Regions from separate parts of the Sus scrofa genome. Here regions 1 and 3 are each linked to region 2. The links are chromatin contacts, called in public HiChIP or PLAC-seq maps. All regions are on one chromosome and are shown on one strand. Each heading gives the region's core, a stretch centred on a gene start, on an enhancer-like site or on the middle of the called end of the contact. The rest is flanking DNA. Distances are from core to core; before and after follow the strand shown.

Region 1 (3,249 bases), core at 434-2,933, 71 kb before region 2:
ACATGAAATGCTTACATTTTCCTGAGTTAGTTTCTGTGCATCCTGGTTGGATGCTCATTATGATCTGACTATTCTGACCCCAGTATACGTTGGGCTAATCTTTTAGTCAAATGCATGCATACATGAGAATGGATTTTTATTAAGAAAGCAGTTCTAGAGATTTCATTAAGCCAGTTTAATTCTTTGATCACTTTCGTAAACAATACCATAAAACTTAGCCCATTTTTTTTCCTTTTCATTTTATCTTGATATTACTTTCTTATGTATTTCACATGCTTTTCCTGGTTAAGTTATACACAAAGTTTTGACTCATCAGCTTACGTTTTGAACATATCAAATTTTACTTACTCTGCTACTGAGATTTCTTTTGTGGTCATTTCTGAGTCCAACTTTTCTAAGTCTTACTGGTCTAGAACATTGGTTCTCCCTGGTTAAGCCCAGAACCATCTGAGCCATTTGCAGTTTTACCTGTTTATCTTGTGTTATTTGTATCTAGAATGTTACCAGTTGGAAAAGGACTGATAGCTTGTATTTGTTTCTTAGCTAAGTCTTAACTGTCAGAAATGTAACAAGAAGGAGTAAGGTGAAAGGTTAATGAATAGGAACTGCACAGAAATAGGAAGGGCTGAAAAAGAGTATGAAAAAAACATCAAGTCCAAACATCCTGCTTGGTTCTATCAGTTCCTCTAAGTGTTACATCAGACTAGACAGCTGGCTCAAGGTGAAAGATTTCTTTACAATTCGAGACTAAATTCATGACCGATTTCCTTTGGAAACGAACAGTTGGGTAAAAGGGGGCTGATGAAGCATCGAAACGTTGGAGGCTTTTTTCCAGAAGTCATCAGGGTCATTTAAAGAGCTTTGGAAAAAGTAGAGCTTTAGGAGAAGGGGCAGCTGTCTTAAAATTATTTCAAGGGCACTGATGTCTATTCCTGGAACCTTTTCCTAAGAGAGTAAGGCATTTCGGTTTCTTGGAATGACTGAATTACACAAGCATGCCCAAGACTAAGCAATTTCAGAAAATAAGCAGTTGTCAAAACACTATGAATTACTTAGCGATAAAACCTGAGAGTGGTGGTGGGCGAAGGGTATGCTGCTAGGGGTACACAGACGACTTCAGCTGCATTTATGTTCCTTCGTTCCTTAACTTGCTTTTTGGAACACTCGTGGTTGTGGTAGTCCTATGGTCTATGCATTCTGGTATTTTGAAAACACTACAAAATTTTTGGAGGGTAACTAAGCACCCGGCAGCTCCGCGGAATCGTGACAACAAACGATAAATACAGTAAATATGCGTTACCCACAGACCTACGAGAGCCAACGTCCAGGCCGCGGTCTCCACGGCGGGCAGATCCCGTTCGGGCTGGGGGACCCTCCCCACGCCTCGCCCCACCGCGTCCCCTCGCCGGGTCGCCCTGACAGCTCGGCTGCCACGTGAGCAGCAGCCGTGGCCCCCGCGTCGAGCGCCCGGCCTCCCGCCTCACCTGCCCCGTCCACTGGTCCGCGCCTCCACCGCAGCGCCAGACAGCAGTGCCGCGGGCCGAGGTGCCGGGTACCCGCCGTGCGCACCTCGCCAGCTCTCTCCGAGTCGGACCGCTGCGGCGCCCAGCGGCAGGAAGCGGCTCCGCTCAAACCGGTTTCAGCTGCTCCAGACCAAACCGCCAGGCCATCCCGCGGGGCGGGGCTGGAGGGCTGGCGGGCGGGGCCTGACGTCACGCCCGGCGCCGTCCGAACCAATAGGCGCCCGCGCGTGAGGGGCGGGCCGCGCGAGTTCCTGGAAAGGGCCCGCATCGTCAATCGGTGGTGGCCGGGCATCCCCGGGGTCCCCGGCGTCTGCCTTTTCCGTTGGCTGGAATCCGCCGCGGGTGGCGGCGCCGAGCAGGCCTGGCTTGGGTTCATAGATGCCTATCTTGGAACTCTTAAGTATTAAGACAACCTAGACTAGGACGTGGAGCTGCAATTATAAATTGCATTTTTCCTCATCGGAAAGCGAGAGAAATGAGCAGGCCTGACCTCAGGAACTTTTCCTCCGTTCCAAATTAACAAGCACACTTGGGTCAGATCTTTAGGGTTAAGAAGGAGAATTAAGTGACCTAAGATGGTTGAGCGTTTACAACATTCGCTGCGAAAGCTTGATATTCCAAGCCAGCAGTATCACCTGGGAGCGATCAGAATTGCTCTATTGGGATCCTCTGCCTATTCGAATTGCGTTTAACAAGATCCCCAGATTATTTGTATGTAAATTAAAGTTTGAAGGAAATTTTATGGAAGCTGGAAAAAGTAGCAAAAAATTGTAGTTTAATTTCTGGGGGAAAAAATGAGCTATATTAAGAAAAAAAAAAAAAAAAGCGAGGAGTTCCCATAGTGGCACAGCGGAAACGAATCCGACTAGGAACCATGAGGTTTCGGGTTCCAACCCTGGCCTCGCTCAGTGGGTTAAGGAACCGGGTTGCCCTGAGCTGTGGTGTAGGTTGCAGACGGGGCTGGAATCTGGGGGTTGCTATTGCTCTGGTAAGGCCAGCAGCTGTAGCTCTGATTAGACCCCTAGCATGGGAACTTCCATGTGCCAGGCGTGGGGCCCTAAAAAGACAAGAAAAAAAAGTGAAGTTTTTTTTTCTCTTTTGATGGTCCCAGAAAAATGAGTTAATCAGCATTTGCCACTCACCCAACTTAACATTTTCCAGCATCAAGGTTAACCACTGATTAATTCCTGAAAGAAAATTTTATCAGGTTTTATTTAATCATTTAAATCAAGTGTGATACCGAAAATTTACAAAGAACCGTCTTGGAGTTCCCACTGTGGCATAAGGGGATCAGGGATTTGGGGAGTGCTGGGGTGTGGATTTGACCCCTAGTTGGACACAGTGGGTTAAGGATACGGCATTGCTGAGCTGCAGCTTAAGTCACAACTATGGCACGGATCTGATCCCTGGCTGGGGAACTCCATGTGCTGCAGGGAAGCAAAAAAAAAAAAAACCCAAAAAACAAAACAATAATAATAAAATTGGAGTTCCTGTTGTGGTGCAGTGGTTAAAAAATCCGACTAGGAACCATGAGGTTGCAGGTTCAGTCCCTTGCCTTGCTCAGTGGGTTAAGGATCTGGCGTTGCCGTGAGCTGTGGTGTAGGTTGCAGACGCGGCTCGGATCCCGAGTTGCTGTGGCTCTGGCCTAGGCCGGTGGCTACAGCTCCGATTAGACCCCTAGCCTGGGAACCTCCATATACTGCGGGAGCGGCCCCAGAAAAGGCAA
Region 2 (3,081 bases), core at 111-2,610:
GTTAAATCTGGGAATTTAATACCTGGGCCTTACAGGGTGCTTTGACTGAATGTAGTTCTAAAAACATTTTCTTTTAATAACAAGCTTTAGAAAGGAAAGTGCTTCCTCATTCAGGATGACACAAGAGTGTCACATGAGGGCCAAGACACATTGTAATGGATGGGAAGTTCTTCTCCACCACTCTGGTCCTCTCTTCACCAGCCCTTCTTCTCAAGACACAAGATAAGTGCCGTACAGTTGGATGAGACTGTTCCACCCTGTTTGTTTGGAAGTTGTGGGAAAGCACAGAAATGCAATTTAAAACTAAGATACTGAGGAGTTCTCATTGTGGTGCAGCGGAAACGAACCCGACTAGTATCCACGAGAATGAGAATGCAGGTTCGATCCCTGGCCCCACTCAGTGGGTTAAGGGTCCAGCGTTGCTCAGACATGCTGAGACATGGCTCAGATCCCGCATTGCTGTGGCTGTGGCATAGGCTGGCAGCTGTAGCTCTGATTCAACCCCTAGCCTGGGAACTTCCATATGCTGCGGGTGTGGCCCTAAAAAGAAAGAAAGAAAGAGAGAGAGAGAAGGAAGGAAGGAAGGAAGGAAGGAAGGAAGGAAGGAAGGAAGGAAGGAAGGAAGGAAACGAAGATACTGAAACAGAGCAGGACCCTGTGGGGCTACCAGGTACAATGCCTTTCTGTGTCCTGTTTCTTGTTTGCGGGAAATAGGCCTCCTTCAGCCTCTGCGACCTTTCCAGAATTCCAAAGGGCAACTTCAAACAGCTGCTAATCAGGGAAGAGAGGAGATATGGAGGAGCAATCAGGAAATAATTTTGCAGAGACAAAGTGGGGTCCTGGTTCCTCCTCAAGGAACATACATAATATTTTTAGGTTCTTCTGCAGCAACTAAGGCCCCCATCCAGGTGGAGGGTGGTAACTTCAGGCTGAGCGCAAGAGTCCTGGAGCACCGCCCTGTTACTTCACACCAACCAGTCAGAAGAAGGTCACACACCCTGCAGCCCTCACCCTAAATTTTACCTATAAAAACATTCCCCTAAAACTATCAGGGAGTTTGGGGCTTTTGAGCATGAGCCTCCTGTTCTCCTTGCTTGGCCCTGCAATAAACATTCTCTGCCCCAAATTCCAAAGTTTCAGTTTGTTTGGCCTCACCATGTGGGCACCAAAACTTTGTTTGGTAACAGAAACTTACTTGCTCATATACATAATTGAGTTTATTTTTTGAGTTGACATTATCCAGACACTAAATTTACTAAGTATTGCACAATGGCTCCTATTGCAATTATTCCAGTTTTCACTCCCACTGGCAGAGCATAAAAGCCCTGTCTCTTGTAGTTCTCCTGTGACTCAGTGAGTTAAGGGTCCCTTATTGCTACTATAGCAGCTTTAGTCACTGCTGTGGCATGGGTTCTATCCTTAGCCTGGGAATTTCCACATGCTTCAGGCATCGCCCCACCCACTCCCAAAATGAAATCTCCATTTCTATTTTTTTTGTTTTTTTTGTTTTTTTTTTTTTGTCCTTTTCTAGGGCTGCTCCCGTGGCATATGGAGATTCCCAGGCTGAGGGTCTAATCGGAGCTGTAGCTGCTGGCCTATGCCAGAGCCACAGCAATGTGGGATCTGAACTGTGTCTACAACCTACACCACAGCTCAAGGCAACGCCTGGATCCTTAACCCACTGAGCAAGACCAGGGATCGAACCCGAAACCTCATGGTTCCTAGTCAGATTCGCTAACCACTGAGCCACGACCAGAACTCCGAAATCTCCATTTCCGATTTTTCACTCACCAGTTGATGTTGTCAGATTTACTCTGCCAAGGGTTCATTGAAATCAGAGGTCATTGTTGTTTTAATTTGCATCTCTCTGCTAAAGAGCTCTATGTCTTATAGTCTCCAATAGCAACATTGAAGTCATGAAGAAAAATTATCAGGAAGGACAAGTTAGTGCTACTCTGTGTAGACAAGTTGCACAAAGTTTGCACCCTGTCCTTCCTGCTTAAACAAGGAAGTAACGTTCCCCCACCACCACTTGGGTGTCTACACTGATTAGAATTAGGTTTCATCACTTGCAGCCAAGGCATTTTGACATAGACGTTATCCGGTGCTGTGAATTACTTTTTTTTTTTTTTTTTTTGGACACCCATGGCATATGGAATTCCCTGGTCAGGGATCACAACTACAGCAACGCTGGATCCTGAACCCACTGTGCCAGGCAGGGAATCAAACCTGCATCCCAGGGCTCCCAAGATGCTGCCGATCCCATTGCGCCACAAGCGGAACTCCGGGTGCCATGAATTAATGTGTAGCCTCTCACAAATGATTTCCTGGAGGTGATGTTTTTATCCAAATGAGGTCTCCAAAGGTGCTGAACTTGGGGCCCTGTGCCCCTGAGTGCCTCTGTCCACAGGTGCCAAATAGAAACAAAGAGATAGAGTTTGGGGCAAAGGAGAAAAAAATAGCTTTATTGTTTTGCCAGGAAAGGAGAACACAGTAGGCTAATGCCCTAAAGACTGTGCCCTCTTTTGGGAGAGATAAGGAAGTGGTTTTATAGTTTGGGAGTAGGAAATAGGGCCACAGATAAGGATCAAGGTAGTTACAAGCTTTCATTCTTTGAAGCTGGTATTTAGCGGCCCCAGGACGGCTTGGGGGGTGCTGGTTCATTTGTTGGGGGGTTATTTTTATTTTTTTATTTTTTTGTCTTTTTGCCATTTCTTGGGCCGCTCCCGCGGCATCTGGAGGTTCCCAGGCCAGGGGTCGAATCAGAGCTGTAGCTGCCGGCCCACAGCCACAGCCACAGCAACACAGGATACAAGCTACGTCTGCCACCTACACCACAAGCTCAGTTAACAGCTGAGCCACAAAGGGAACTCCTGTACTACACTTTCTTGACTGTCCCTGCCTGGTCTCTGCATCTCCTCCCTTCCCAGATAAGCTACTGTTTGAACCTGCCCTTTGGAACTCAGGAAGGTCAGGGAGGCTGACGCTCATTTCCTAAAAGTAAAAAATGGGAAGCACAGAAAGGCTTCTGTGCCCAGGAGCCTGCTCGATTTCACAGGCTTTCGTAGTTCGGGATTCTGA
Region 3 (3,113 bases), core at 313-2,812, 73 kb after region 2:
CTTGTCGTTGCCCAAGCTGATTCTTCTGGGGCTCATGCTGCCCCCCCCAACCCCCACCATGGCCCAGCCTGCCCCATGTGTGGGGACACCTTCCTGCAAAAAGCCTACCTCCTCCTCTCCATCTTACCATCGTGTTAACACTGTCCCTATGTTTGGGATCGTCCCTGTGTAACTCGAAGGAGGCCTCTGTCACATTCACCTTTGCTCCCCAGTCCCAGTGTGTCAGCAATTGAAGGCCACAGAAGGAAATGCAAATCACCTGTAATCTCACTACCCAGAAATTAAACCACTGAATTAATTGCCACTGAAATTAATCTGGGATATACCCTCCAGACTTTTTTTTTATCTTTTTGTCGTTTTAGGGCCACACCCACGACATATGGAGATTCCAGGCTAGGGGTCTAATGGAGCTGTTGCTGCCAGCCTGTGCCAGAACCACAGCAACGCAAGACCCAAGCCGCGTCTGCAACCTACACCACAGCTCACAGCAACGCCGGATCCTTAACCCATTGAGCAAGGCCAGGGATGGAACCCGCAACCTCATGGTTCCTAGTCGGATTTGTTTCCACTGAGGCACAACAGGAATGCCTACCCTCCAGACTTTTTTTTTGTTTTATCACTACAGGTCTGTATATATTTCATACACACATCCCACACAGAGTATTTTACTTTATGAAATCTGGATCAGACCCTACCTATGGTTTAAAAATGTTGTCCCATTTAAAATGTGGGGTGTTCCCCTTTTCATTAGCTATTCATACAGTCCTTGGATTATAGTGCCATGCAGTAGTTCATCCTTATCAGATAGGCGGCTCATCTTCCAGCTGAAGTTATTCATGGTTTCTTTCTGTGCTGTGAGTATTTGTTTCTCTTGATGAAGAAACAGGATAAGCAAATACTGGGTCTAAAGTGAAGACCAGGAGGACCATTAATGACAGGAAAGTAAATTATTCTGGTTCTCCTGTTATTGGGGCTTTGAGGTGCTTTGAGCCATGACTGTGCTGGGGGTTCCTCTTAGGCGATGCCTTCTGTATTGAATTGTTCTCTTTTGCCATGGCAGGGCGATGGCCACCCAGGATGCCACCCCAGTAGCCAGTGGGAGGGAAGCAATGCTTTGGACCTGCCATCCGCTTGTGACATAAGGGATTACGTGTTGCAGAGACCCAGCCAGGAGGCCAGCAGCGAGGCTTTCAGTTCTGAGGAAGCCCTTTCATTTCCTTGCTCTTCTGATGTGGATCCAGGTAAGAAGCAGAGTTTAAAACAAACACAAAAATCCTAACATAGGCAGGTATGGGATCCTTTGTTTCTCTTGTCCAATGGCTGGGTCCACTGTCTTGGGAAGAAAAACATCTTCTGTAAGCAAAACCGTTGGAAGAGACTTCAAAGGCAGCCTCCCTGGTGTAACTGCGACAGGGAGCTGTTTCCTGGAGGCCCTTTTGTCTGAGTCCCTTTCTGATCTCTGTCCAGAATTCATTCAGACACAGGCAACACTTGGTTCAATAGGGAATGAGTGGAATTGTTTTTCGGTTTTGTTCTTTGAAAACTTCAGAAGAGAGCCACGTGGGCTTGCCCTGTGTCATAGCTAACAGCACTAGGGATGTTAGTCTTCCTCTTATGAAGCCTGGTCTGGATTTGGGGAACAGCTTCTCTTTAATTCCCTGACTGAATTGCCAGAAAGTCTATGATTTAAGGGTTGTTGTTTTTTTGTATTTTTTTTTTTAGGAGCACAACTTTGGCATATGAAAGTTCCCAGGCTGGGGGTCAAGTAGGAGCTGCAGCTGCTGGCCTATACCACAGCCACAGCAATGCCAGATCTGAGCCACATCTGCGACCTACATCACAGCTCAAGGCAACCCCAGATTCTTAATCCACTGATTGAGGCCGGGAATCAAACCTGAGTCCTCATGGGTACTAGTCTGGTTCATTTTTCGCTGAGCAATAGGAACTCCTATGATTTCAGTTTAATGATAATTCTGTGATGTAATTGTGACCATCTCTGGTTGTAAAGAACATCTCCTCCCTGTTTATTGCCTAATCCAGGCCTGGAGGTCCACAGGTCACTTACTGGTGTGTGACTTGGGTCATGTTTCTCAAGCCCTCTGAGTTCCAGAATCTACAAAGTAGTGACTAAAATACTTGCCTCATGGAGTGAGGTTTAACCCAGGGAACAAGGTAAAGGACTTTTCACAATGTTTGCTGTACACAGGTGCTCAGTCAGTTGTCATTATTCTGTGCTATTATTATTGTTTTTGTCAATATTAAGATACCCAAATATATATTTTTAAAGACACTCAGGTACACTAAGAAAATGTGGGCCTAAATGATGATGAATTCAACTTTGGCAATAAGTAGGGTGCGTCCTATTATTGTCTTTAAGAATTCCATGGGGAGCTCCCATCAGCGGAAATGAATCTGATTAGCATCCATGAGGACCCAGGTTCAACCCCTTGCCCAGTGGGTCAGGGACCCAGTGTTGCCGAGAGCTGTGGTGCAGTTTGCAGATGCGGCTCAGATCTGGCGTTGTTATGGCTGTGGTTTAGGCCAACGGCTACAGCTCTGATTCAAATCCTAGGCTGGGAACCTCCATATGCCATGGGTGTGGCCCTAAAAAGACAAAAAAATAAAATAAAATAAAATAAAGAATTCTATGGGAAAAAAATACTTTTTAAACTTCCTTGATCCTGTTTTGATTTTCAGGATGTAGGGAAATCAGGATCAGTCAGTCTCTTATTAAGTTAGTTCCTGACCAAGTATTAGATCGTTTCTTATCCTTTTTCTTTCTAGGCTCAGAAGAGTAGTCCATTTTACCTTTTCTCTCCCTACCAACCTGCTACCTCTGCTCTAGTTTCCGTTACTAAGAAAGCAGCTGTTATTCATTTGAATTGAGTTGACCATCGAAATATTTATATTGGAGTATTTGTTTATAATCTAGACATTTGGGAGTTCCCCTTGTGGCTCAGTGAAAACGAATCTGACTAGCATCTATGAGGACACAGTTTTGATCCCTGGCCTTGCTCAGTGGGTTAAGGATCCGATGTTGCTGTGAGCTGTGGTGTAGATTGCAGATGAGGCTTGGATCTGGCATTGCTGTGGCTGTGGTGTAGGCCAGTGGC

Evidence for each region. HiChIP or PLAC-seq counts read pairs in DNA pulled down with a chosen protein or histone mark.
Region 1: an H3K27ac HiChIP or PLAC-seq map of alveolar macrophages shows a contact between it and region 2. The contact joins the promoter of GPCPD1 here to the enhancer-like site in region 2. A contact is called at or near these places in 1 of 5 promoter capture datasets (fetal liver), 7 of 47 Hi-C or Micro-C datasets (blood, embryonic fibroblasts, liver and 2 more) and 2 of 2 datasets of contacts at active chromatin or transcription factors (alveolar macrophages and skeletal muscle).
Region 3: a contact with region 2 is called in an H3K27ac HiChIP or PLAC-seq map of alveolar macrophages. The contact joins two enhancer-like sites. A contact is called at or near these places in 3 of 47 Hi-C or Micro-C datasets (blood and liver) and 2 of 2 datasets of contacts at active chromatin or transcription factors (alveolar macrophages and skeletal muscle).

Annotation. Positions count from the first base shown.
Region 1 is chr17:14,474,540-14,477,788 of Sscrofa11.1, forward strand. GPCPD1 (glycerophosphocholine phosphodiesterase GPCPD1) reads right to left here and starts at 1,684. Exons shown (of 20, transcript XM_021078049.1): 1 at 1,485-1,684.
Region 2 is chr17:14,545,916-14,548,996 of Sscrofa11.1, forward strand. No RefSeq gene overlaps it. Among named protein-coding and RNA genes, the nearest start is that of C17H20orf196, 63 kb to the right of the region's middle. Within about 2 kb of position 1,361, at least 13 of the 83 cell types and tissues checked have an H3K27ac peak or open chromatin away from gene starts, as enhancers often do. A contact at or near this core is called in alveolar macrophages and embryonic fibroblasts, where this site is marked.
Region 3 is chr17:14,618,324-14,621,436 of Sscrofa11.1, forward strand. It overlaps C17H20orf196, which reads left to right. Exons shown (of 3, transcript XM_021078198.1): 2 at 1,061-1,241. Among named protein-coding and RNA genes, the nearest start is that of C17H20orf196, 9.2 kb to the left of the region's middle. Within about 2 kb of position 1,563, at least 11 of the 83 cell types and tissues checked have an H3K27ac peak or open chromatin away from gene starts, as enhancers often do. A contact at or near this core is called in alveolar macrophages, where this site is marked.